Regions from separate parts of the Mus musculus genome. Here all the other regions are linked to region 7. The links are chromatin contacts, called in public HiChIP or PLAC-seq and promoter capture Hi-C maps. All regions are on one chromosome and are shown on one strand. Each heading gives the region's core, a stretch centred on a gene start, on an enhancer-like site or on the middle of the called end of the contact. The rest is flanking DNA. Distances are from core to core; before and after follow the strand shown. Region 1 holds the start of B230217C12Rik (RIKEN cDNA B230217C12 gene). Region 2 holds the start of Stac2 (SH3 and cysteine rich domain 2). Region 3 holds the start of Lasp1 (LIM and SH3 protein 1). Region 4 overlaps Cacnb1 (calcium channel, voltage-dependent, beta 1 subunit). Region 5 holds the start of Pip4k2b (phosphatidylinositol-5-phosphate 4-kinase, type II, beta). Region 6 holds the start of 1700001P01Rik (RIKEN cDNA 1700001P01 gene). Region 7 holds the start of Thra (thyroid hormone receptor alpha).

Region 1 (3,184 bases), core at 244-2,743, 900 kb before region 7:
AAGCCTGTGACCCAGTGTGGCCTTGTCTGCTGGACTCGCCTGCTCAGGAGGGCTCCCCTCTTGAGAGTGGACTAAGTTCCTGTTAGAAAGGGTGTTACTGGCCGGGCGCAGTGGTGCACGACTTTAATCCCAGCACTCGGGAGGCAGAGGCAGGTGGATTTCTGAGTTTGAGGCCAGCCTGGTCTACAAAGTGAGTTCCAGGGCTGCAGGGAAACCCTGTCTCAAAAAACCAAAAAAAAAAAAAAAAAAAAAAAAAAAAAAAAAGAAAAGAAAAAAGAAAGGGGGTTATTAAGATCTCAAGGTCTAGACCCTTCAAAGAAAATATTTGGGGAGAGTCTAAGAATGCCAGACCTTAGAAACTGACCTATAGAAATCCTTTCCTTTTTAATAAACAGTTGGTACACAACACAAAGCAGAAAGAATCAAAATACATCGCAGTGGGTGTGGGTTTTTTTTTTTTAATGTGATTGTTTATGTATGTGTGTGTACACCAAAGGGCATGTGTGGACATCACAGGACAACTAACAGAAAGGAGTCCTTGTCTTTCCACTGTGGGCCCCAGGGATTGAACTCAGGTCCTCAGGTTTGGTGTACAACACCATTACCCCTTGAGCCCTATCATTGAGTTTTTGTAAGATTCGGTCCCTCAGAAGAAACCACATGAAAGCCAGCTGTAATGGCAGTGCTCAGAGGCTGAGAGGTAGAGTCAGGAGAATCCAGTCAAGGGCCAGCCTGGGCTAACTGAGACTCCCTCAAGACAAAATAAAACAACAACAATAATTAATAATAATACAAAAAGAAACAACAAAACCATGCTTGGATTTGCATCTCTAGACACTAGGAGCGGGTGTGAGTGGGTTTTTTGCTGTTTTCTCTGATGACGACACGAGGTAAATTCAGAAGATCCAGAGAAAACAAACGGGGGAAACTGGCACCACAGAAGGGAAGGAGAGACCTCATGTGACACAAATGAGCTTGGGCTCTGAGGATCTCCCAGACCAACAAGGCAAGCCAGCGTCTGGTGGAATGTGAGAGGCTCGCTTTGACTCCTGCCCCCTATTGACAAGTTGTTAAATTTATCACGCAAGCTCCTGACCACCCTTGAGCTCAGGCTTTAAAAGACTTCAGACTGGTTGAAATGACCCCCAGCACAGTGAGAAAACTCAGATCCATGCCCAGGGTCGCCCTACCCCCACCCCTCGCCTCCTGAGACTCACATGAGACCTTCCTCTATGTTCTCTGAACTAGGTAATGGCCCACAAAACTGGCAACAATTTGTCTTCTGAGATAGATTACCAGAGATGTGTGAGAGGGAGAAGGAAAAAGGAAGGCAGAAAAATCCATTCCTAAGGAGTCTGTAGAGATCCTCCGCTCACACCTTCCGGAGCAGCCCACTCAGTGCAGAAACTGTATCTAAATAGAGATAGCGGTTTTTTTGTTTTGTTTTTTTTTTTCCACACAAAGGGGCGGGGCTGGCTTCCTGGGAAGAAATTAAACCTCTCCGGTTTTGCCTGGTCTAAAAGTAGCTGTTCCCTGGTTACCCACCGTGGACTTTGTGATTGGCTGGCCGTGATGGTGGAGGTGGAGAGTAAGTTGCTGATGGGGTTGCAGCATCCCTTAGCTTCAGGTCCCCGGGAGGGGGAGGGAACAGGAAGCGGGAGGGAAGAGGAGCCATTTCTCCGCGCTGACCGACCTCCACGCTTGCAGCTCCCACTTCCCCGGAATCGAGGGGACTCCTCTGCTTGTACTGAGCCATGCTGGATATTTTCATCCTCATGTTCTTTGCCATCATAGGCCTGGTGGTTCTGTCCTACATAATTTACCTTCTCTAGTGGCCTGGCGCTGCAGGGGCTGCGAGGGGAAGGATGGAGCTGAAGGGCCGAGCATCCTGCTTGCTGACGCACCGGTGGAGTTTTGCTTCTGGTCATTATTCGGGTATTGATTAAAAAAAAAAAATGAAAAGAAAGCTTGTTTTTGTATCTATTTGTCATACACATTGACGTAGCATTTCTTGGATCAATGTGAAAAGAATAAGAAAGGCCAGCTTTCTTTGGGAATTGATTTAAAATGTTATTTCTTAAAAATAAACATCACTACAAATAAGTAAATAAATAAATATAAATAAAATGCACTAGGTTTTAGGTAGGATGGGAGGGAGTGTGCTGGGGGGTGGAGGGGGACAGACTATTATTTCCTAATTTCCTTCCAGGTAGATGCAAAACCAAGTTGTCCATTCTCTCCTGACAATGACTACAGTACATCCTTATGTGTGGACAAGGCAGTTTTCAAATCTGCTGGCATAATTGTATTCATTAATTCACTGCTGCGCCATAACTGCATTCATTAGTTCACTAGTGATTAACTCCCACTTGAGAAAAAATAGCAAATGAAACCTACTTGGGGTAAGGGGTGAGGGAGATGCCCACTTTCCCCAGTTGTGTAGAGGAATGGGGAGGATTCTCAGAACTCCTGCTAGTTCCTGACCAGTAGGGGTACCCCTGCTGCAGTTTGCAGCTGACCATTGTTTTTGGGTTTCCCACAGCTCCTGTGTCGGGTCCAGCAAGAGGCCTCTCACCACCAGCAGCAATCCTGAGGCCCAACTGATCTCTTCCAGTGTATCCGGATGTGGCTGACCCTTGGCACGAAGGCATTCTGTGAGGCAGGGGCACTCCTGGGGACATCAGGAGTTAGTCCAAGAATGCCAGCCACTGGCAGCTGCTGCATGCGATTGAGCTGTAGACAGGGACTATTCAGAATATGGAAGATTGGAACAGTGAAGTCAGAGTGGAGACTGCCCAAACATTCATATGGACAGCCTTTCCTTAGGTCTAAATGCAACTGCACACGATGCTAAAATATTCTTTGCTTTCTGCTTCACAAGCAGGCGTTCCCTTGTAACCTCAAGGGCAAACACTGATCAGTAATTTACAGTTTGTACAGCCTGAGGTTGCGTGGTTTCCCTTGACTTACAACCCATCCCCCACCCTCAAAATTCCCGTTATTTGCATTCTTTAAGGTTTATCATTTCTTCCCTCCTTTTCTCATTTGTTCCCAGCTCCTTAGTTGACTAGAGGCGCATGGTTGTAAAGTCCTTATTCTTTGTGCTTACCTATAAAGCATTGAAACAAAATGGCTATATTAATTTAGGAGAAAAACTTTACCCTAAATGGAAGGGTTTGAAAAC
Region 2 (3,458 bases), core at 868-3,367, 690 kb before region 7:
ATTTTTAGATGGGAGCAGAAGGCCAAGTGTGTACTGAAGCCTTGGATGGGAGGGACCCAGGTATGGTGGCTCAGGGCTGTGATTTTAGCTCTCTGAGGTAGAGGAAAATGGCTAAAAGAGTTTGAGGCCAGCCCTGGATACACAGTGAGTTATAGCCCAGCTAAGGATACTTAGCAAGACTGCTGGTCTCAAAAAGCCAAGAGCCTTGGACACGGAGAGTGGCAGGGTCCCCAAGTGCAGGCACAGGGTAGCTACCTGGATAGCTTCAGTAAGACTCCATGCTAACCCTGCTCACTGCGGTGATGACCTTGACCTTGAATTAACCTCATATTCTTAAGGGTCCGGTCAAGATGGACAGAGAAGAAAGATGGTCGGTAGGAAGTGCTGTGTAGGAGCTTGTGACCCCAGAGAGCCTCAAGACACCGCCCATTTCTGGTTCTCACCACGTATTGCTTGGTCACAGGACCAGGACGGTAACAAACACCAGGGTGGAAGGGAGAAAGGAGGAAGTCTTGTCCTGAAGTCTAGGGAAGGGAGAGGGCTCCCTCCCACAGTATCCTCTCTTCCCATTTCCCGGCGCTCAGATAGCTTCCCACAGAACTTCATGAACATCTAGAAGTTGGGGAGGGGGCAGACTCATTAGGAGTGGGAGGTGGAATGTAAGCGACAGCCTCCCCCACCTCTTTCAGTGCCCGCAGTCTGGGCTCCGCCTGCCTTCATAGGAGAATAATTTATTCATTGTGACTCCCGCAAGAGTAACAATCATAGATAATTAGGGTTAATTATGACATTCATTAATTACGATGACTTCTTCTTTTGATTCTGCCCTCTCTCCTCCCCTCTCCTGGTTCTCCAAGCGGGGGGTGGGGCTGCCTCTGGCTCTGGAACCGCAACACTCCGGGTCCCCGCCCGCCACCGACGGCCCGCGCTGCCGCAGCCCCCAGCGCCGGCTTGAAAGCTGCGCACCCGGGGCCGCAGCCTTTCGGGCCCCCAGCCTAACCGGTCCGCGAGGTGCGTGCCAGGCTGCTGTGGGTCAGAGAGGGACGCCGGAGACACACAGAGGAGCACGTAGGGAAGCAAAGAGAAGCGGAGAGTCTGCACGCTCCGAGGAGACGGTTGTGGCTAGGAATTCAGAGGCAGGAGAGAGGGGGCCCCGGGGAGCCGCAGACAGCGATGTGGCGGCCCCGGGAGGGTGCGCCCCGCACGCACACACGCGCGCGTACACCGGCCCACACCCGCTACACACGGCCACACACGCCCTGCGCCTCCGCTGCGCCGATTCCCTCCAACAAAGCCGAGTTACAACCGCCCAGGAGGGAGCCGGAGCGCGTCGGCGCCTCGCGCGTTCTGGCGGGTCGTGCTCGTGTGATCTGCTCCTTGGGTCCCCTCGTCGCGAACCCTCTCCTCCTTCCCCGGCACGGCGCGCAGCCTTAGGAATCACGCGGGCCCGGTTTAGCTTCCGTAACCCCAAAGGGACCCAGCCACTGTGATCAGCGCTCCAAGTCAGAGATGCCCGGGCGGGGCCAGGCCTCGCACCCCACGACTTACCTTGGTTTCTTGGAGGGTGGAGACGGTCCCTGGGGGGGTATGGGTGGCCGCGTCATCCGGTTCATTCTCCTTCTCGCTCATTTCGGTCATGGTTGGGGTATAAAGGAAGAGAGGGTGCGGAGACCCGACGGCAGGCCCGCTGGGGTCAGGCTGTGAGTGGCGGGCGTCTCTTTGGGACTCTCAAGCCTTTCTCCAGGGGCAGCTCTTCAGTGACCCCAGGAGAAACCCTCCCAGGCAAAGCAGCCCCCTAACCCCAGGCACCAGGGGAGAAAGTTGTCGGTGTGGCAGGGGAGAGGGAGGCAATTACCCCGAGCCGCGGAAGCTGGACGACCCGGGGTGTGAGGACCAAGGGTCTGCAGAGGATGCTGCGCTCCGCGGGAGGAGGAGGGAAGTAGGGATGCGCGGATGTGCAAAGCCAGGGAACGACCGAGCTGTCCGAGTCCGGCCGGCTCCGCCGTCCTCTGCGCCCGCCCCCCATCTCCCTCCCCCTCCCCGCGCCGGCCCCAGCCTTGCACCCGGCGGCCCCTCCGCCCAGTCCTAGCCTCCCAACTTTGATTTAGGAGGTCGCCTGGTCCCTCCCCCTTCCCTCCGCCACTCCCCCGCGCAGCTATGCAAATGAAGGTTCTCAGCTATTGGCTGCGGTGGTGGCTAGGAGGGCCAGCTGGGTGGAGTCTTGGGGGGCTCGACAAGATGGGGAGGGGTTTGGAGGGTAAAGAAGCGGAGGGGTAGTTTTACAATGGAAAGCCCGAAATGGGGGCCGATAGGTGGGGAGACAAAATTGAAGGAGGGCTGGGACAATGATACTAGAGTCTGGAAATGCAAATAATTCGAGGATGCCGCAGAATAGCCGAGAGGAAAATCAAAGTTACAGCGTTCTGATAGTGCACATTGGAAGATGCCGCACCTTGACAGAGAAAAAGACCCGCTCGCCCCATTAACTTGATGCCTTTCTAGAATCTCATCAAATTATACATACCACTACTAGACTTATAGACGCTCCCTGAAGCAGAGAACAGGCTGTTTTGTGTGTGTTTATGATCCGCGTGCTCTTATGTCTGACTGTATGAGAAGCGCACGTGTGAGTTTGGTTGGCAGAGGTTAGCTTCCAGTTCCATTCCTCAGGAGCCATCTACCAAGAAATTTGAGTCTGAGTCTCTCATTGTAAGCCAATTTGGCTAGAGTGGCTGGCCGTGGAGCCCCAGAAATCCTGTCTACTTTCCCAGTGCTGTGGATTTGGCCCTTTTAAATAGAGGCTGGAGATTAAAGTCAGGCCCTTATACTTGAATGATTTTAAACTATCCTAGCGTGCCGGGGCGTGGTGGCACACACCTTTAATCCCAGCACTTGGGAGGCAGAGGCAGGAGGATTTCTGAGTTCAAGGCCAGCCTGGTCTACAGAGTGAGTTCCAGGACAACCAGGGCTACACAGAGAAATCCTGTCTCAAAAAACCAAACCAAACAAAACAACAACAACAACAAAAAACTATCCTAGCAGTCTACATTTTTTATTTTTGAGACAGGGTCTGTCTATGTCTCCCAGGTTGGCCTGGAATGCACTATGTAGCCCAGGCTGGCTTCAAACGCATCATCTTCCTGCTGCAGTCTCCCTAATGTTAAGGTTACAGACTGAAGACACCTTAATGAGTCAAAAGTGAAGCCAAACCAGGCATGGTGGTGCATGCCTATAATACCAGCAACCGAGAGCCAGAGGAAGCCATATCTCTCTGTGAATTTCAGGCCAGTCTCATCTACAAAGTAAGTTCAGACCAGTTAAGATTATAGTGAGATCCTATCTCAAAAGAAAAAATAGCCGGGCGGTGGTGGTGCACGCCTTTAATCCCAGCACTTGGGAGGCAGAGGCAGGTGGATTTCTGAGTTCCAGGCCAGCCTGGTCTACAGAGTGAGTTCCAG
Region 3 (3,385 bases), core at 340-2,839, 940 kb before region 7:
TCCATGTTTAAAATATCACAGCCACACCCTGACACGGGCAGCATGCCTCTGTCTGTCTCTTTTTCCTTTTTTTGGGCAAAACCTAGCTGAGGGGCCGCCCTTGCTTCCCTGTTCACACTTAGAGATTTCTTCCAGACCAGATACCTTAAAGCAGCTAGATACCTGTCCCCTGTTGAGGATTTGAAACTTGATAGCGTTGTGGTAATAATATTCTGGTGATCCTCAAAGAGCGGTCCTTGCGTCCTTGAATGATTTACCTGACAAATCCGCCAAAGAGCTAACTGCCAAGGCCTTCCTCAGCATCTACACAATCGGAAACTGGGGACGTTTTAATGAGCCCCCCCCTCCCCCAGGTCACTCTAGAGCACGCACAAGTTGTGAAAACCACTGCATTCATTTATATTACTTGGCTTTGGGGTCTTGTTCTTTTGCAGTGAAGGGAGCTGACGAGTGCTCCTCCCGGTTTCACGGTCTCGGAGCGCTTTTACTCGGTCCACGTCACCAAGTCACAATGAAACGTGAGGATATAGAATAATAAGGATCATAGAATGAAACGAAAAAGGGAAAGGAAAGCTTAGGTTGGAGAAGGGCTATGTCCGCAAGTTTCCCTTTTTTGATTGACCCTTGACCCTCAACGGACACACACCGTCAACCTGGGGAGTGACCTTGGCTTCCGAACCCAAAGTGTGGAACAATCCAATTCAAATTCACAAGCATACCATGGGCAGAAATCTCCAGGACTCTGGCGCCAATCAAATAAAGTCGTGCAACTTCTGCTTGGTACGAGGCAAAACGAAGGCTTTTCTGCTCAGATTTAAAAGGAGGAGTGGCCTTTATCTTTTTACCTGTTTTAATGACCCAGGGTCGAATCAAGATCATACTTGTATTGAAACGTATTTTTATTGTCATTGAAGAGAGGAAAAGACTCTGAGGGGGCACCCGGATTTGAACCAGGGACCTCTTGATCTGCAGTCAAATGCTCTACCACTGAGCTATACCCCCGCACCGACGCGCAGCTTGAAGCAATCTCTTTTCAGTCTTAAGATGCTGTCGCAGCTGCTACACAGGTAGAATAGGGGCAAGAGAAAAGAATGGAAGAGCAAAGGCGGCCAAGCTGAAAGCAGAGGATGCCTGAATCCGAAGAATCCATGGGAAAGCTGCAGCGCAGAGGGGCGGGGAGGGTGAACGTACGGAGGTGCTGAGTCCAAAGGGAAAGGGACAGGTACCTATGTGGGAGAGGATGTGGGCGGGAAGGGAACTAGCTGGGGGGCGGGGCGGGGCAAGGGGTGGTTTCCCCGCAGGTTGATGCTGGGGACCCACGGGTTTAAGGAAAGTCCCCCAGTCTAGAGAATCTGTACTATCCCCACCATCGTCGGGTGCGTGGGGTTGCCCCCTCTCATGGGAAATCGGGCTCTGCCACACTCGCGTCTGTTTCTCCAGCGCGGGAAGGGCCATGGCCCGGGCCCGTCCTCGGTCGCGGAGCCCAGGGGCACGTGCACCCCGAGAGCTCAGGGGCTCCTGCACTCCCGTCCCGCAGTCCTCCCTGGAACCCGCCCCCACGCAGCCCCACGTCGCCCGGGGAGCGCGCCTGGTCGCGCGCGCCTCTTTCCGCGCCCGAGGCGCGTCCCCGCCCTAGCCAGTGCAGCCCCTCCTCCCCACTGTGTTTATTAGGGGAAGGAGGGCGGAGGCGGAGGCCAGTTCCCCAGTTCCAGTCGCCGTCGCCTGCACAGTTGCAGCCGCCGCCTCCCACCAGCTCGCCCAAGGAAAAGGGAACGCGCGCGAATACGGGCGTCCCCGCCCCAGTCTTTCCCCGGAACCATGAACCCTAACTGTGCCCGGTGCGGCAAGATCGTGTACCCCACGGAGAAGGTGAACTGTCTGGATAAGGTGAGCTCGGGTACCGGGCGCTGCGAGCTAGCCAGTGCTAGTGCAGCTCTCCATCAGGGGAGGAAAGAGGGGCCGGGTCTTTGCGGGCTCTTCCCTGCGCTCCCCAGAGCAGGTAAGGAAGGCGGGAGGCGACTTGGGGTGTGGGGACAGACCCCAGTCTGGAACCTGGGAGGTCCAAGGCGAGGTGGTGAGCAGCCACCGCTGGAGATGGGTGGCCTCTGTGCATCGAGGTTAGGAGGGCTGGAAGGAAGGGCGGAAGAGCACCAGGGAACCGGGTTCCCCGGGTGTGTGCAGGAGGTTAGAGGTGCAGTCCCGCCCCCCGGGCCGGGAGTGAGAGGGGAGACGGCCGCTCCCTTTCCCCGCGGCGGCCAGCGCCAAGTAGGCGGAAGCGCGGGGCGCTGGGGGGAGGGGGCGGCGGGGGCGGGGCGGAGGCTGGGGCCGGCGCTACCCGCCCGGCTTGGGCTGCCGGTAGCCTGGCTTCCTGGCTTGGAAGCTGCGTCGGGTCCTTCGTCCAGCGAGTGTCAATTGTGGTGAAAGGGATTTAGGGGCAGCGCCGGAATCTCACTGCGAGACCCCCTCTTTTTGAACGACCTGCTGGTCCCCTCCTTGCTTTTTTTGTGGTTGGGGAACCCGCAGACCTCCTTCATAGCTTCCCCAACCCCCAATTCAAATTGCAAGCCACTCCGGGTGATCGGCTGCCCAGTCGGAGCTGGGCGGGGTAGGGAGTGGGGAGGACGCTTCTTGGAGATCTGAAATTGTGCTCAGCCTGGAGACCAGCTTAGAGAACAAAGAGCTAACTTTTCAGAGCTGTTTTCTCCGATGGAGGGTGGGATTGGCCGAGTTCTGAGGAAGCAGACGAAAAGGAGTTTTTTAAGAGGAGGGGGGTAGCCTTCTGGAAATCAGCTGGCCCCTAGGGGCTCTTACGCATCCCCCGGCCCAGGCTGGACCCGATCATCTGTTTGCCATTACACTTTTGCAAGGGGGACTGAAGGGTAGATCTGGGTGTTTCCGGTACAGTTTGAGATGGGACCCTTCTGCCTTGTTCTGAACCCCATAAAGTCTAAGACAACCCGTTTCTTCTCTTGTGACCCCCTCTGCAGGGAAGCCTTTTGGCTCCTCATAGATACGTTGTACCTGGCTCTCCAAGCTGGATCTCATTCTCCACGTTTATGGCTGAACTGGACAGAAGCAGGCGCCTCAATGAGGCGATCTAGTTTTGTTGGAAAAGGATACTTTGTTTCTCCGGGCTAGGGTTAGTTCCTTCTTAGGAACCTTTGGACATCCCCCGCACACCCTCCCGGTCCCGGTCAGGAGGTAGGGACTTGTAGTTTTGAAACATTTGAACTTTTTCTTGAGGAAAGAGATGTGGGGCTTGGCTAGGTACCAGGATAGGAGGAGCTTAAGGGAAGGTGATGGCCTGCCCAGTCACTGTACCGGCCTCTGGACTTGTGCTTGGCACTCCTAGATGAAGACACCCCACCCCCAAAAAAGAAACCCT
Region 4 (3,425 bases), core at 29-2,528, 740 kb before region 7:
TCTCACCAGTGCCCGTGCTTCAATGTCTCCTCTGCTTTGAAAGGGAAACACCTGGCAGCCTTTAACTGGGATGCTTGTGGTAAGCAAAGACAAACAGAACCAACCCTTGGAAGCTCACCTCTGGCCTCCACAGACCCACCCAGGCACATATGACACACACCTTCATCCCATTCCTCTTGGTGGACAGAGCTAGAACAACACAGAATTGAAGACATGATCCACACAGTCCATCAGGGCTGATTCCATGTCAGCCCCAGGAAGGGAGCTGGGGTTGGGGCTGGGAGGCTTGACAGGGGCACAGAAGGTATTTGGAGAAATCACCCAGTGTTTGAGGCATGGCTGCCATCTGGTTCCTAGGGGAAGAAAGGCGTCCTGCTTTGTCACCCAGTTGCAGAATTGAAAGTGACATTCGGCAAGCTGGGGGCACACTGAGTGAACAGAACAGAACTGCGGTGGTGGCTGGAGAGGGCTCAGTTAGGAAGGGTTGAGAGTGGCTTTCTGCTCTTCCAGGGGAATAGAGTTTGGTTCCTGGCGTCCATGGAGGTCAGGGGATCCAGCATTCTCTTCTGGCCTCCATGCTGTTTGTGCAAGCGCATGCACACACGCACATGCGCGAGTGCACACACACACACACACACACACACACACACACACACACGTGCACACACACACACACTTCTCTGAGAAGATTTGATTTAGAAGGAAGCCTAGACAGCCACTATGGAAGCTAAAACAAGATTTAGGATATTGGACTGAAACCACAAGCCCATCCTGGGCCAAAGTGGCCTCAGTTTAACCCAGCCTATTTCAGGATAGTGATCCTTGCTGGGGAGTGGTGGCACACGCCTTTAATTCCAGCACTTGGGGTTGAGGCCAGTCTACAGAGTGAGTTCCAGAACTACACAGAGAAACCCTGTCTTGAAAAAAAAAAAAATCCTAGCAACCACATGGTGGCTCACAACCATCTGTAATGGGATCTGATGCTCTCTCCTGGTGCATGTCTGAAGACAGTGACACTGTATTCATATCAATTAAAAAAAAGGGGGGGGACAGTGAACCTTTGGGCTGACCTGGGATCTGTGGCCTGCCCCCCTTCTGTCACAGAGGCAGTATCCACCAGAGTTGGAAGAAGCTAGTCAGAGAAGCAGTGAGGGAAAGGAAATCAGTTAGGAGGGAATCCCCCTGCCTCAGCTTCTGAGTCCCAGAAGTGGTGGCAGCACCAAGCTGGCTGATGTCATGGCTGTTAAAGTCCTCACGTGTCCACACCCACGAGCTTGCTGATCCGGCAGTCTAAGTGGGTAGAGGGCGTGGTTACCTAAAAACAAGACTTCCTCCCCATCTCTACTATCTGTGCCGGCTAGAAATACCTACCTAAGTTCTGAGCAAATGCAGTTGTAGGCAGCTGGTGCAGGAAGAGACGTATTTGGACACCTGCTTCCTCCATCTCAACCCCCTAACCCCTACTCTTTCCAAAATCAGGGTTTCCTGGAGCAGAAGAATTATGAACTTGGGGATCACAGGCAGCACATAATGATATTTGTGGAGGCTGGTAAAGTTGCCCCCCCACACACACACACACCCCGCTGGACTCCTCTAGGGGTCAGTGGCTGCCTTCCTCTATGGCCTGAACTGAGGTTTCCTCCCAGGTGGATATCAGCGGCATCATCTATCTGCAGGGAAGACCGTGTCTAGCCATGACCATTTACAGTCCTTCAGAACAAAACTTAGAAGGCCTGCTGTGACCTGCTCCTGCCAAGCTGCTCTGGCCACCAGCTGTCACCATGTTGTGTTAGTCAGGAGCCACTAGCATGTCATGCATGTCCCCTCTCTCCTCTGCACTAGGAACTTCCTCCCTCTTCTCTGCCTCGGGTTAACTTAACCATGTTCCCAGGTTTCAAGGGAGCTTCACCTCCCTCTCAAAGCCTTCTCTGACCTCTCTGGTTAAGGAACTGGTGTTCCCGGTACTGACTGCTCCCCCACAGCAAGAAACTTGGAGCGCTATCTGTGGTTTCCAGTTTGACTTGTGCCTACCACAGAGGAGATCTTTAATAAATGCTGGCTCCACACCTAAACATAGACGTGAATGATCGATTACCATGCAAAGGTAGTGGGGAGGATGGGAGGCAGAGCAGGGCTCTCAACAACTCTACTATCAGTTCCCCAAGGGACTCTGCCCCTGGGCTGCCCAGATCCCTGTCTGTGATCTGCTGGCTTATCTGGAGGCCATCAGGGGTCCGATGTCAGACTGACCCTTAAACACAAACTATGAACAGAAGCACTCAGGCAGGGGACCCAGATGTTCAAGTCTTCTAGAGCTGTCACCTCAAAAACAAGACCTAGGAAGGCAAGGAAGCTTTGCAGGTGCTGTGTGAGGCAGGACAACAGCTATGAGAGCCCACATCCTGGCAGCTGGTGACGAGGAGGGGCCTGCCACCTGCTTATTTTGTTCTCACATGTCTCAGGGGGCCTGGTCTCTCCAACCTCTTCACACCAGCGGAAAACCTCCCCGGCTCCAAAGCTCTCAGGACCCGTGTGATAGCACATCTGTAACTTTTGCAATCACACTCAGGAGGGTGAGGCAGGAGAGTTGCTATGAGTTTGAGTCCCACCTCAGCTGCATGAGTCCCAGGTCAGTCAAGAGTTACATTGTAAACCTGTCCCAAAATAAAACTTCCTGGCATGCTGGTTCACCCACTGCTGTGATCCCAGCATCTGGGGATGCTGAATAAATCCCAGTGTAGCTGGAGATACATGGTTACCCTTGTCTACTGAGTGTACTGAGTGACACCCTGTCTCGGGAGGAGGTGAACAAATAACCCCCCCCACCACCACCACACACACACACACCAAGCTGGGTGCTAAGTGTGTGGTGTCTTTAATCCCAGCAGTCAAGAGGCAGATCCAGGCAAACCTCTGAGATACAGAGGAGCCGAAGTTCACCCTTCCCTAGTGAGGAGCTGCTAGGGCACAGGGAGGTCAGAGTAGAAAGGGGCAATAAATAAATAAAAACAAAGTATGTGTCTTTAAGATGTGAACTAGTGAGGCTTGAGCCCACCGGCTCAATTAGCAGCACCCACCCCACCCCACCCCACCCCACCCCGCCCCCTTTGCAGGGAAGAAACAGGAGGTATGGCTGGTGTGAGCCTGTGGCTGAATGAGGAACACCTGCAGACAATCCCGAAGCAGCAAAACAAAGTACCATCTCTCCTTGGCCTCAAAGGCGCAGGCGGAGCATTTGCTTGCACTCCCCCTTGATCCCCAACAGGTCCCCACCCTCACCACGGAGAGAGAGTGAGACTGCAGGGCTGACAAAGTGTGGTGACAACAAAGAAAACAGGCTCAGGAGGTGGCCGCAAAGGACAGAACTGCGGTTTTATATGTGGCAAAATATCTCTCCTAGAGGAGTACAGACAGACAGACAGACA
Region 5 (3,311 bases), core at 756-3,255, 1.0 Mb before region 7:
CAGGAACCGGCATGCCCAGTGAGTGTGCGCGTGTGCACACACACACACCTTTCCCCAGTATATATTCAAGTTGAGATGCTTGGTCATGGCTGAGAGAGTAAAAGGAACAAAAGGCCTGTCACTCAAGAACCGCCACTAACCAACAGAGCCTCTTGGTGCTGGACAAGGAACTGTATCTTCACGGCAAGCATAGGCAAGCTACCCCCGAGCCAAAGGCTCTGTTCGGTCTCCGGAGTGAAATGAAGTTACCCACCTTCAGGCTTTTGCTACAGGATGCTTTCTAGTGAGAGGCCAGATGTCAAACAAAATCAAGGAGTGACTCCCAGAAAGGGATGCAGGGTTCACAATTTGCTGACCCAGTTTCCCTGGGAATGTCAGATGACCCCCGAAGCAAGAGGAGCAAGCTCTGCTCACTGTTGATGTCCAGCTCCTTTAGAGGTCCGGGCATCCCACTTCCCGGCCAGGACACTCATTAAGCCCAGGGATTCCATGGAAAAGGGGAATGTGCCCAAGACTAAGAGGCCTGAGAGGACCTCACAAACACATGCGCTCTTCTCTAAGACGTGGAGATCTACGCTGGTGTAGGTGGCTGTCCCTCAATCTCTAGCCAAAGGACCCTCTAGGTCTTCTACCAAAGCAAGAGAAAATGAAGTCTCCCTGACCCTGGGTCCCTGGGTCATTGTTTGGTCTTGTAGACAATTTCAAGTGTTCAGAAAAGTCATGGAGCCTAAAGAATGAAATCCGAAGGAGACCCGACCCGTTATCCTCCCCCCACCCACCCCCATTCTAAACTTGTGGCTGGTGGAGTCAGCACCTCAGGTCTTTTCACTTCCTCTGTTTGCTCTCAGTGTAGGGACTCACAAAGAAACGGTGAGAAGGCAGAGAGCAAGCCACCGAAAGAGAGCAGATCCCAAACAAACAGCACATAAACAGAGCCAACCAGCTAACGTCGGCCACATCCAACTTCTTGGCAGAGGCTGCTGCACCATCCCAAAGCACCCAGGACCCAAAGGACCACTCATCTGAGACAGTAATCACCATTATCACACCCTGGAAAACCATACGAGAAGTCAATGGCTTTGAAACATCACAGAAGAACGAGGAAGATACATTATTTCCATAACCAAGTCTACACTCCCTCGGGCCTTGTGCTCGCACTTATCCTTCATCCATGGGAACACAAGTCAAGTGTCTGTGGTTTGGAGAAGTCTCTGCTTCTCCAGTTGATACGTCTTCATGAAGAAGAAGAAGAAAAAAAGGAAACCCAGAGAGGATGTCCACAGTCAGGGGTAAGGAGGCCTAGAAGATGGGAAACTTTGAGCAGCCATACCACCCAAAGGACCACAAACAGGAACATTCAGGCAAGCCAGTCCCACTTGCCCTGTCAACTGAGCAATGATGTGGTAGCCAGCTATAAGAGACAAGCGGAATAGCCATGCAACAAACACGCTGAGGGTAGAAGCAGCGTCGTTGCAGCACCCAGGCCTTCCCTCGGAAGCTCCGGGGTTGCACGGAGCCAGCATACGGACACAAGAAGCCAGAGGGGCTGGAGCGAAGGGGAAACGACGACGGCATAGCACGGGGACACCAGGCCTCGCGTGGCGAACGGGGAGTGCACGCCCGGCCGGACAGCGTGCACGGGTGGGCGGGCATGCAAGTGGCTCGGCGGAAGGGTTGCAGGCGTCACCCGCGGGGCGAGCGTGGCGAGGCCGGAGGGAGTGGGGGCGCGCACGGGGAAGCTGGTTACCGTGTGGTTCACCCCCCACATCAGGACGCTGAGAATCGGCTCGCTGGCCCGGAATAGCTTCACTTTCTGGCACACGAAATGCTTCTTCTTGGTCTTGGTTTTGCTGGCGCTGAGCGGCGCCACCGCCACCGCCGTGGTGCTGGTGCAGTTGGACGACATGCCCGGGGCGGCGGCGGCGGCGAAAGGGGGGGCGGCGGAGACAGCGCACCAGCGAGCGGCCCCAGGCCTCCCCCGAACCGATCCCCACCCCCGCTGCCTCACCGAGCCATGGTCGCGCCCGTCCCGTTACCTCCCCACCCCGCCCCGGTGGTTCCGTCCGCCCCACGCCCCGCCCTCGCTGCGCCGGCCCGCCCCGCCCCGCCCCGCCCCGGGGAGCAGGCCAGCCTGATCCTCACCCCGCCCCCGGGCGGCACCGCCCACTGGATCCCGGCTCTCCCCTCCCCGTCGGAATGGTACCGCCCGTCCCCGGGCGCTTGCAGCTGCCCCGCCCACTCCTCCTCTCCCGGCCTGAAGGGAACCCAGCCGGCTTCACGCGGGGGAACGAGGAAGACTGGGGATGGACAGCCTCGAGGCACTCGGCAAGAAGGGCTCCCTACTCGGACACCCTCAAGGCCGGGCTTTGACTTTGCCTCCACATGAAGTACTAAAATGGCGGCAGCGCCGCCGCTTCGGGAGGGGAAGAGGGGCCGGCATGAGAAGAAGCTGGAACATACCATCTCCACCCCGGGGGACAGAGGAGTAACGCGGCAAAGGGGAAAGGAAGTCCTGCCTAGAAAACCAGGGACCGCCCCCTCGCTCCACCCAAGCGTGGATCTTCCCACTCCCCTGGGCCGACGGCTCGCTCCACCCGCAAGGTACGCCCCCTTTCCCGGGGGCCAATCAGAGGAGCAGGCCGGGAATCCTAGGTTTTATGAATGGGCCGCGCGCCCACCCACCTGCCGCCTAGCCTCCTCTATCCCGATGGTCAAGTTTAGACACCACTAGCATCTGTAGACGCGTATTGTAATAATCCTTTCATTCTTGCTCCAAGAAATCTCGAATAAACTGCCCATGGTTTATTATGTAATTCCACTTGGTCGAAGGGTCTCTGTATCCGACACAAATCACAGGTCAACACTTGGGATATCAAGACTCAGTACCAGGCACGTGGTAGATCGCTCTACACAGTTACAAAAATAAATGTAGCCTTTATTACCAAGTAATAAAATAAAAGCCATAATTAACTATAACATAGGGCAGAAGGATGAGATGATTAAATGAATAATGTTATATTGTCTGGGGAGAAACTGAGTTTTAAGAATTACAGTGCCAGCCGGTCGTGGTGGCGCATGCCTTTAATCCCAGCACTTGGGAGGCAGAGGCAGGCAGATTTCTGAGTTCAAGGCCAGCCTGGTCTACAGAGTGAGTTCCAGGACAGCCAGGGCTATCTATACTGAGAAACCCTGTCTCAAAAAGTAACAACAACAATAATTACAGTGACTGGAATTTTAGTGCTTAAATCCAAACATATTTTAGGAGAAATTAGGAACTGGTAGAACAACGAAATGGCTTAATATATGAATTA
Region 6 (3,347 bases), core at 17-2,516, 970 kb before region 7:
GAGGAAGAAGAAAAGCAGAGCACATGGCCTGGAGAAACTGCAAGTTCTATCTAAGGGGTCTCATAGATATGGAAGTTGGTAGTGTAGCAGTAGATCTGGCCAATCTAGGTGCACAGCATGTATTCATATTAACTGAGTCATGTTTTCATTGACAGGGCATATTTGGGTTGGAGATTTACCAAAACAGGGAGGTGACGTGGGCTGGACCCCTGCATTCCCAGCCATTAGTTGTTTTTGTTTGTTTGTTTATTTGTTTTTTAATGGGTGTGGGGGGGGTGTGCCTGACCTCCTCCATGTGAGGTAGGTATTGTACCAGTAAGCTACATCCTCAGCCACTAACTAGACTGAGGATCAGTTGAGCATAAGAGCTCAAGGACAGCTTGTGATACAGCGAGACTACATCAAAACAAGAAGTAAAAAAAAATTTTAAAAAGTGTTGGGAGAAATGAACTGTCAATGGACAGCCTGAGATCTATGATCCTGTATAAGTAGGATGTCTGCAGAGATGGGGCAATGGCTTCCCTTGGGCTCACAGGTGCAAGCCAGCCTTAACCCGGTGACTGTGACAGCATAGGACAAGGCAATCCCCTTTGGTTCACAAAGCTTATTGGTAGTTTCTGTGGGTTTTGAAGATCCGTAGTGAGGTCACAGCTAAGCGGCCCCTGTGACGTCACAAAGACAAAGAAATCTATTATTTGTCTGTAGAGACTTGGCTTTGCGCCTTATCCTCTGCTCGCAGAAACAAGAAATGAGACTGTAGATGGGTGGGGTTCTGGGTAGAAAGGACCAAATGAGCTCAGCACCAGCACTCCTCTCTCATCCTGCTCCTCTAACTCACCAAAACAGCCGCAGGGTGCGGGCCTCAGCGGTGCACAGCGCCCGGTAGCTCAAGGCCCAGAATTAGAGGGGTGCGAAACCTCGAAGTCCTGGGCCACCAGGACCCAAACCCACAAGCTGACTGCCTGAAGTCGCAGGTGCTCCGGGATGCTCCCACACCTACCTGATCAGTTTTCCGCAAAATGGGCGGAACCACGCGGCTCCGGAAGTACCGACGACTGTGGTGGTCCAGTTGAGGATTATAAGGCGGAATTGCAGACCACAGCTTGGGCCTCATGATGCTGTAGGCCTGGGCCATTGTGCTCACAGCTACCCCATCCAAAACAAAAGATTTTTCGAGTCGCCGAGGACTGTTGTAACAACAAGCCATCCTAACCACCGCAGTCTTCGAGTCTGAGAGCTTTCTGGAGCCTTAGATGGGGACTTCACTGAGCATTGTTACGTCTGTCAATTACCTCCCTGAGACACAAACCCTATTGTTATTTCAGGGTCACCACCACGCCCATCTTATCGTGATGCTGGAACTTAACCCAAGGAAGGCTTTATGCCTGGGCATAGTAGGAAAGCACTCTATACCAAGCTGCTACAACCCGAGTCTTTTGCTTACACTCATTCATACACACACACGTTTTAACATTTCATATGTATATGAGTGCAGGTGTGCCCGAGTGGGAGTTGTGTGGTAACTGAGCCGGCGTAGTGGCAGCGTCCCAAGACAACCAGGGCTATACAAAGCCAAACCAAACCAAACCAACAACAAATGGTAATCGAACAGTTCCTCTACGAAGTAGTGCAGTCCAGCATTTCCAGACTCAACACTCAGACTTAGTAAATTTCCTGGCTGACTTTTCCCCATTTGTCCACATTTTGGCCAAATCTTCTCAGAACCCTCCTAAGTTCAGTCTAAGTAGCTAAGGTTTAGAAGGGTCTCTGCAAACCAGGCATGGTGGGGGCTCACTTGGTTTTTTTGTTTGTTTGAGACAGGGCTTCACTGACTCGCTGGAACTCACTTTGTAGACCAGGCTGGCCTCGAACTCAGAAATCCGCCTCCTGAGTGCTGGGATTAAAGGTGTGCATCACCACTGCCAGGCAAGCCTCAAGTTTTTGATAGCTACAGTGTTGCTATTACAGGCACATGCCACACCTGGTATCAATTCCTTACTCAGTAGTTCCACTTGGATACTTTGTCCAACAGGGCCTCAAAAATGTACTAACTCTGCTGGATTCAAGGAACACAGCTAAGGACTTTTATGTTCATGCCTTTTATCCCAGTACTGGGGAGGTAGAGACCAGCTGGGACTTCCAGGGCAGTTAGAGAAAACTTGTCTTGAAAAAGGCAACACAAGACCCGATAGTCTGCAGTAGAAAAGTTTGACAGGTGTAGGCCTATAGATCCCAGCAGGAGGGGACACAATACTGCCTACTCTTAGAGGACATAGGGCTCAAATGACACCAGTTATAGGGATGACTTCCTCTGGCCAAGGGCTGGTACACATTCCAGCACCCCCACAGCTAAATCCAGCAGAAGCAGGATTTTAAAGTGGGCCAAAGGTGGGTAAACACAGCAAATACTACACATGACCAGGCTGGCCCTGAACGTAGAGATCTGTCTCTAGGTGGTTGGACATCACTACACGGGCGACTCTATACATCATTCTGTGGACATTATTTTCTATTCTTTTTAAAAAGATTTATATGTATACAGTACTCTGCCTGCATAACTACAGGCCAGAAGAGGGCAGCAGATCCCATTACAGATGGTTATGAGCCACGTGGCTGCTGGGAATTAACTCAGGACCTCTGGCAGATCAGCCAGTGCTCTTAACAGCTGAGCCATCTCTCCAGCCCTATTTTTTCATTCTGAAAAAAGTCCACAAGTGTTAAGTACCTTAATCAACCACAGCCATGGAAAGGTGACCTCTGGCTAATGACCAGATGACCTAAACATCTGCACTCAAGCACAGGGCTCCTGTACACAACACTCAAGTGGCCATCCAGGCTTCAACCTTCAAGGTCGTTCTCAAGCACTCACAGAAACACAATGAACACACCACTTTATTTTAGGGACCCAAAACCCAAAGATAATTTACCATATGTGCATGGTTTGCTCTAATATTTATCTGTGTTATGTGTACCTGGTCCCAGCAAAGACCTGAAAAGAATGCGTGTTTTGTTTTTTTTGGTTTTTGGAGACAAGGGTTTCTCTGTGTATTCCTGGCTGTCCTGGAACTCACTCTGTAGATCAGGCTGGCCTCAGAAATCCGCCTGCCTCTGCCTCCCAAGTGCTGGGATTAAAGGCGTGCACCACCACGCCCGGCTGTTTTTGTTTTTTAATTGAAGTTACAGCTACCACGTGGGCATTGAGACGTGAACCTTCTACAATTGAATCTTTATAGCTGATCCATCTGGACAGCCCCTAAAGATCGCCTTTACTTAACCTGGAAAGTGAAGAAGTTCTGCAAGGTCATGAAGGTCATGCCCTGAACTGAAATTTAAGTTTCCTTCTGCAA
Region 7 (3,428 bases), core at 159-2,658:
TCCCTTCCCTATCGGGAGCCCCACGAGAGGCATTCTCCCTTCTCCTCATCCCTTGTAAACCCTTAAAACCCCTTGTAAGAGAAGTGAGTCCATTGGCTCAGGATGTAGGTGGCTGGAACTAAGATGTGCAAGGGCAGCCCAACTTGGAGAGACTGTTGGTCAGCAACCCACTCAGCAAACGATTCTATCCAGTATGAACTGAACGGTTAGAAGAGCAGCTCCCCAGACACACTCTCTGGCTCCTCCCCAAGAGCAGGCTGTGGAGGCAGGGCTCCGCCCTGGGAGCCGTGGGAAGGCTATGGCCCCCGCTGGTAAAACTGGGCTAATGATAGCGGGGGAACCGGCGGGGCCAGAGGGGGGTGCTAGGGTAATTAGACCTCTGCCTGGCGGTAGTAGATCCCAAGATGAAAGGGGCTCTGGCGTCACTGGCAGGGTTTTATGTCCACGAATGCAGGTGTGTGTGTGTATGTGTGTGTGTGTGTGTGTGTTGTGTGTTTTGTGTGTGTGGTTGGCGCACGTGCGCGCGCGTGCGCGCGCAAGGGTCCGGAACTGGCATGGAGACCTCTCCTTTGAGAAAAGGAGTCCACCTATTTGCAGCCACTCTGTTGCTTAGATTGGCCCTTGAACCATTTGGATTTTGATGGTATACACAGGAGAGGAAATATCACCTCTGAGAAGCTGGGAGATAAGGGGCTGTAGCGAGTCTTGTCCACCCCCATTCCCCAAGCTTAGTATAGGAGTATATTGTTGGGGAATGGCTGGTGGGCAGTGACTAGAAAGAGCTTCCATGGAGAACAGAGACGTTTGCAAGAGGAGACAGTGGATTCAGCATTAATGTTAGAAACGAGAGAGGAGGCACAATGTGGAACGAGCCTCCAAAACGGCTAGAAATAGGATGGTTGAAGTTAGGAGGATTTCAGAAGTAACCTGTCCAACCTTTGGATTTTGTGCTCTTACCCTGGATGCTGTAATGTGTTCAAGGTCACACAGGGAGTTGTTCGCAAAGAAGGGACCCGAACTCTGAAACTACCCTTAGCGTTTGGTATCTGGACTTCCTCCCGGATTTATAAGGTGCAGTGATCTCCTCGGTCCTTCTCCCCCTACCCCAGGGTGCAAACCAGAACCCCCCTCCCCCAATTCTCCTCGCAAATGAAAGCTATTTTATTTGAAAATGACATCTTTCTCAAAACGTGTCACCGACCGTCGCTCCTGGATGGAGCCGTAGGGGGGGCGGGGGTGAGGTGGGCGAGTCTGAGCCTGGTAGGGGCCAAGGCGGTAGAGGGGCTGCGGGGCGGCCGGCCAGGAGCTGGGGAGCGGCGGGGGGCGAGGGGCGGGGACCGGCGACTGCGAGGCGGCCTGCAGGGAGCAGCCGCGAGCCGGCCGGGCGCGCGGAGCTGGAGCCCCAGCCGGAGCGGGGCGGGGGAGGGAGGAGCCAGAGCGGCCGCCGCCTCTGCCGGAGGAGCCGCGGGGCCGCCACACTCGCCCCCCGCCCCCCCGCGCTCACTCGCACTCACACCCCGGCGCTGGAGGCGGGCGGCCCGGGCCCCACCGGCCCCCCATGGACGCCCCCGGCACGGGGCGCTGAGACCCCCGCGTCGTTGCTCAGCTCGGACCAGCGCGCCAAGCCGAGGTAAGGAGGAGGGAGCAAGGGGGCATTAATATGCAAATGCATCGCGATTGATTATGCAAAGCCGCGGGTCTCTGGCCAGCTTGGAGGCGGGCTGGGGGCGCCCAGGGGGTTCCCGCCGCCGACCTCAGTCTTTTCCGGCGCCCGGGTGACCCTGTCACAGCCCGAGAGCTAGCCACTTACGCCCTGGGGAAAGAAGGTGCTGTTAAGTGGTCGGTGGGCCCCGGGGTTCGCCCAGGGAGATGGCGTCTGGGCCTCCCCTTCGAGGGCCCGCCCCGGCCTCTGTCCGGCCGGTCTGCTGCGCATTCCCGGGTTGGGCCCCGCTGCCTGCCGAGGCTCCCCCGCCCGCCCCGCCGCGGTTTGTTTACGGTGTGCCAGAAGCTTGTCGTGTCCCCCCACCCCCCCAGCCAAAGAGACCGAATGGCCTTTGCAAAGCTGTCTCTAGCTAGGAAGGGCAATGTGGGTGCGGCAGGGTGGAGGGGCTTGCATGGGCTGGAGGAGAGAGAAGCCCCCCTCCCCTCCCCACCTCTCCAGTTGAGCATGGCTTTCTGGTTGCAACACTCCTAATTGCAAAAACGCGGCGGGTGGGGTGGGGTGGGGGGAGTGTGAGCTTGTAGTAGTGGGGGTGTACTTGATGGTCCCTAGATGATTAGGAGAATTGTTGGCCTGTGGTTGGGGAAGAGAGGAAGAAATGGACCCGTGTTCTGTGTGTGTGTGTGTGTGTGTGTGTGTGTGTGTGTGTGTGTCCGCGCGCGCGCGCGTGCATGCTCCCCGTTTCCCTCCCTTGCAACGTGTCTCTGGTGCCCCTTTTCTATCTTGGGCCCTCCCTTGTCCAGTGTGAAAAGAAGGCCTGGGAAGATGTCAGAGGCAATGAAGAGAGCCACCCATTTTAGGGACTGGAGGGGGGAGCACACAGAAGGAAAGCCAGGGAGACGGGAGGCCTGCCCCTGAATGCTGGCTCTGGACCCAGGAGGGGGAGGGGATGAAGGGGGCCATTGTCCAAGATGAAGGGGGAGGCAAAGGTGACATGCAGACAACAGATATGCCTACACAGACAGCTACATGCTCACTCGGGGACATCCAGGCAGATTCAAGGACAGGAGCTGCTGGACACACCCACATGGGGACAAGGGAAGAGGCAGGCCTCCACTGCAGAGTGGAGCTCAAAGGGTGGGACACACCCACGGGAGACCAAGAGCAGGGCGGAGAGACGGCCTATGCACATACCCACGCATAGGATCACAGGGAGATGCTGTCACACAGGGGTAAGAAGGAGTCATTGTCACCCACACCGAGAAAGTCACTATCGAATGCATGCATGCACACATGCACACACACAGCAATTGGACACAGTCGCACAATCATAAAAGACCCTGTCATTCAGAAACACACACATGTTCACATGTGTCCAGTCATGTAGCCGTCATTGCTTGCCATGACGATCACTGTCACTCAAGCAAACAAACAAACAACCGAAGCTACACATCAATACATGTGTACAGAACTTAGCAACAAGTATTTTCCTGGATTTGGCTGGGGAGCTGAGTGAGGTTCTATAGACAATAAAATCTCTGCTACCGAGAAAATCAAATTTATCTGTATTAAAAGACCCTTCTGCATAATGGCGCAAAGCATGCAGTCCTGATAATAGAGTCTCATTACTGTCACTTGCTATACCACCCCGTTACTAGATGGCAAGCTCCTTAAGACATGGGAGAATCTCTAGAAGAGCCCTGGATCCCACCCAGAGCCGAGCACACTATGAGCTCTGTAAACACTTGTTAATTGATTGACTGTGGGA

What was found. Promoter capture Hi-C pulls out the DNA fragments that hold promoters and counts their contacts. HiChIP or PLAC-seq counts read pairs in DNA pulled down with a chosen protein or histone mark.
Region 1: a FOXA1 HiChIP or PLAC-seq map of pancreatic cancer cells shows a contact between it and region 7. The contact joins the promoter of B230217C12Rik here to the promoter of Thra in region 7. A contact is called at or near these places in 2 of 39 promoter capture datasets (hippocampal neurons and liver) and 1 of 115 datasets of contacts at active chromatin or transcription factors (pancreatic cancer cells).
Region 2: a contact with region 7 is called in an HNF4G HiChIP or PLAC-seq map of pancreatic cancer cells. The contact joins the promoter of Stac2 here to the promoter of Thra in region 7. A contact is called at or near these places in 1 of 484 Hi-C or Micro-C datasets (embryonic stem cells) and 1 of 115 datasets of contacts at active chromatin or transcription factors (pancreatic cancer cells).
Region 3: a contact with region 7 is called in a promoter capture Hi-C map of pre-B cells, with 3 times the contacts expected there. The contact joins the promoter of Lasp1 here to the promoter of Thra in region 7. A contact is called at or near these places in 6 of 39 promoter capture datasets (the C10 cell line, cranial neural crest, hippocampal neurons and 2 more) and 1 of 115 datasets of contacts at active chromatin or transcription factors (pancreatic cancer cells).
Region 4: a contact with region 7 is called in a promoter capture Hi-C map of pre-B cells, with 2.9 times the contacts expected there. The contact joins the enhancer-like site here to the promoter of Thra in region 7. A contact is called at or near these places in 3 of 39 promoter capture datasets (the C10 cell line, hippocampal neurons and pre-B cells) and 1 of 9 other capture datasets (adipose tissue).
Region 5: a contact with region 7 is called in a promoter capture Hi-C map of pre-B cells, with 5 times the contacts expected there. The contact joins the promoter of Pip4k2b here to the promoter of Thra in region 7. A contact is called at or near these places in 1 of 39 promoter capture datasets (pre-B cells) and 1 of 115 datasets of contacts at active chromatin or transcription factors (pancreatic cancer cells).
Region 6: a contact with region 7 is called in a promoter capture Hi-C map of liver, with 4 times the contacts expected there. The contact joins the promoter of 1700001P01Rik here to the promoter of Thra in region 7. A contact is called at or near these places in 4 of 39 promoter capture datasets (the C10 cell line, liver and pre-B cells), 1 of 115 datasets of contacts at active chromatin or transcription factors (pancreatic cancer cells) and 1 of 9 other capture datasets (pancreatic islet).

The regions. Positions count from the first base shown.
Region 1 is chr11:97,839,642-97,842,825 of GRCm38.p6, forward strand. It overlaps B230217C12Rik (RIKEN cDNA B230217C12 gene), which reads left to right and starts at 1,494. Exons shown (of 3, transcript NR_169086.1): 1 at 1,494-1,588; 2 at 1,833-1,935; 3 at 2,543-3,184.
Region 2 is chr11:98,051,345-98,054,802 of GRCm38.p6, forward strand. Stac2 (SH3 and cysteine rich domain 2) reads right to left here and starts at 2,118. Exons shown (of 11, transcript NM_146028.4): 1 at 1,549-2,118. The coding sequence starts at 1,638.
Region 3 is chr11:97,797,976-97,801,360 of GRCm38.p6, forward strand. Lasp1 (LIM and SH3 protein 1) reads left to right here and starts at 1,590. Exons shown (of 7, transcript NM_010688.5): 1 at 1,590-1,887. The coding sequence starts at 1,819. n-TCgca51 (a tRNA gene) reads right to left here and starts at 1,002; the gene lies at 931-1,002.
Region 4 is chr11:97,998,168-98,001,592 of GRCm38.p6, forward strand. It overlaps Cacnb1 (calcium channel, voltage-dependent, beta 1 subunit), which reads right to left. Exons shown (of 14, transcript NM_001282977.1): 14 at 3,341-3,425. Among named protein-coding and RNA genes, the nearest start is that of Arl5c, 3.7 kb to the left of the region's middle. Within about 2 kb of position 1,279, at least 88 of the 459 cell types and tissues checked have an H3K27ac peak or open chromatin away from gene starts, as enhancers often do. A contact at or near this core is called in pre-B cells, where this site is marked.
Region 5 is chr11:97,742,699-97,746,009 of GRCm38.p6, forward strand. It overlaps Pip4k2b (phosphatidylinositol-5-phosphate 4-kinase, type II, beta), which reads right to left and starts at 2,006. Exons shown (of 10, transcript NM_054051.1): 1 at 1,748-2,006. The coding sequence starts at 1,906. Cwc25 (CWC25 spliceosome-associated protein) reads right to left here. Exons shown (of 10, transcript NM_026186.4): 10 at 2,772-3,311. Mir8102 (microRNA 8102) reads left to right here and starts at 2,199; the gene lies at 2,199-2,337.
Region 6 is chr11:97,774,652-97,777,998 of GRCm38.p6, forward strand. It overlaps 1700001P01Rik (RIKEN cDNA 1700001P01 gene), which reads right to left and starts at 1,267. Exons shown (of 3, transcript NM_028156.2): 1 at 1,001-1,267. The coding sequence starts at 1,207. Rpl23 (ribosomal protein L23) reads right to left here. Exons shown (of 5, transcript NM_022891.3): 5 at 2,875-3,347.
Region 7 is chr11:98,740,377-98,743,804 of GRCm38.p6, forward strand. It overlaps Thra (thyroid hormone receptor alpha), which reads left to right and starts at 1,409. Exons shown (of 10, transcript NM_001313983.1): 1 at 1,409-1,630.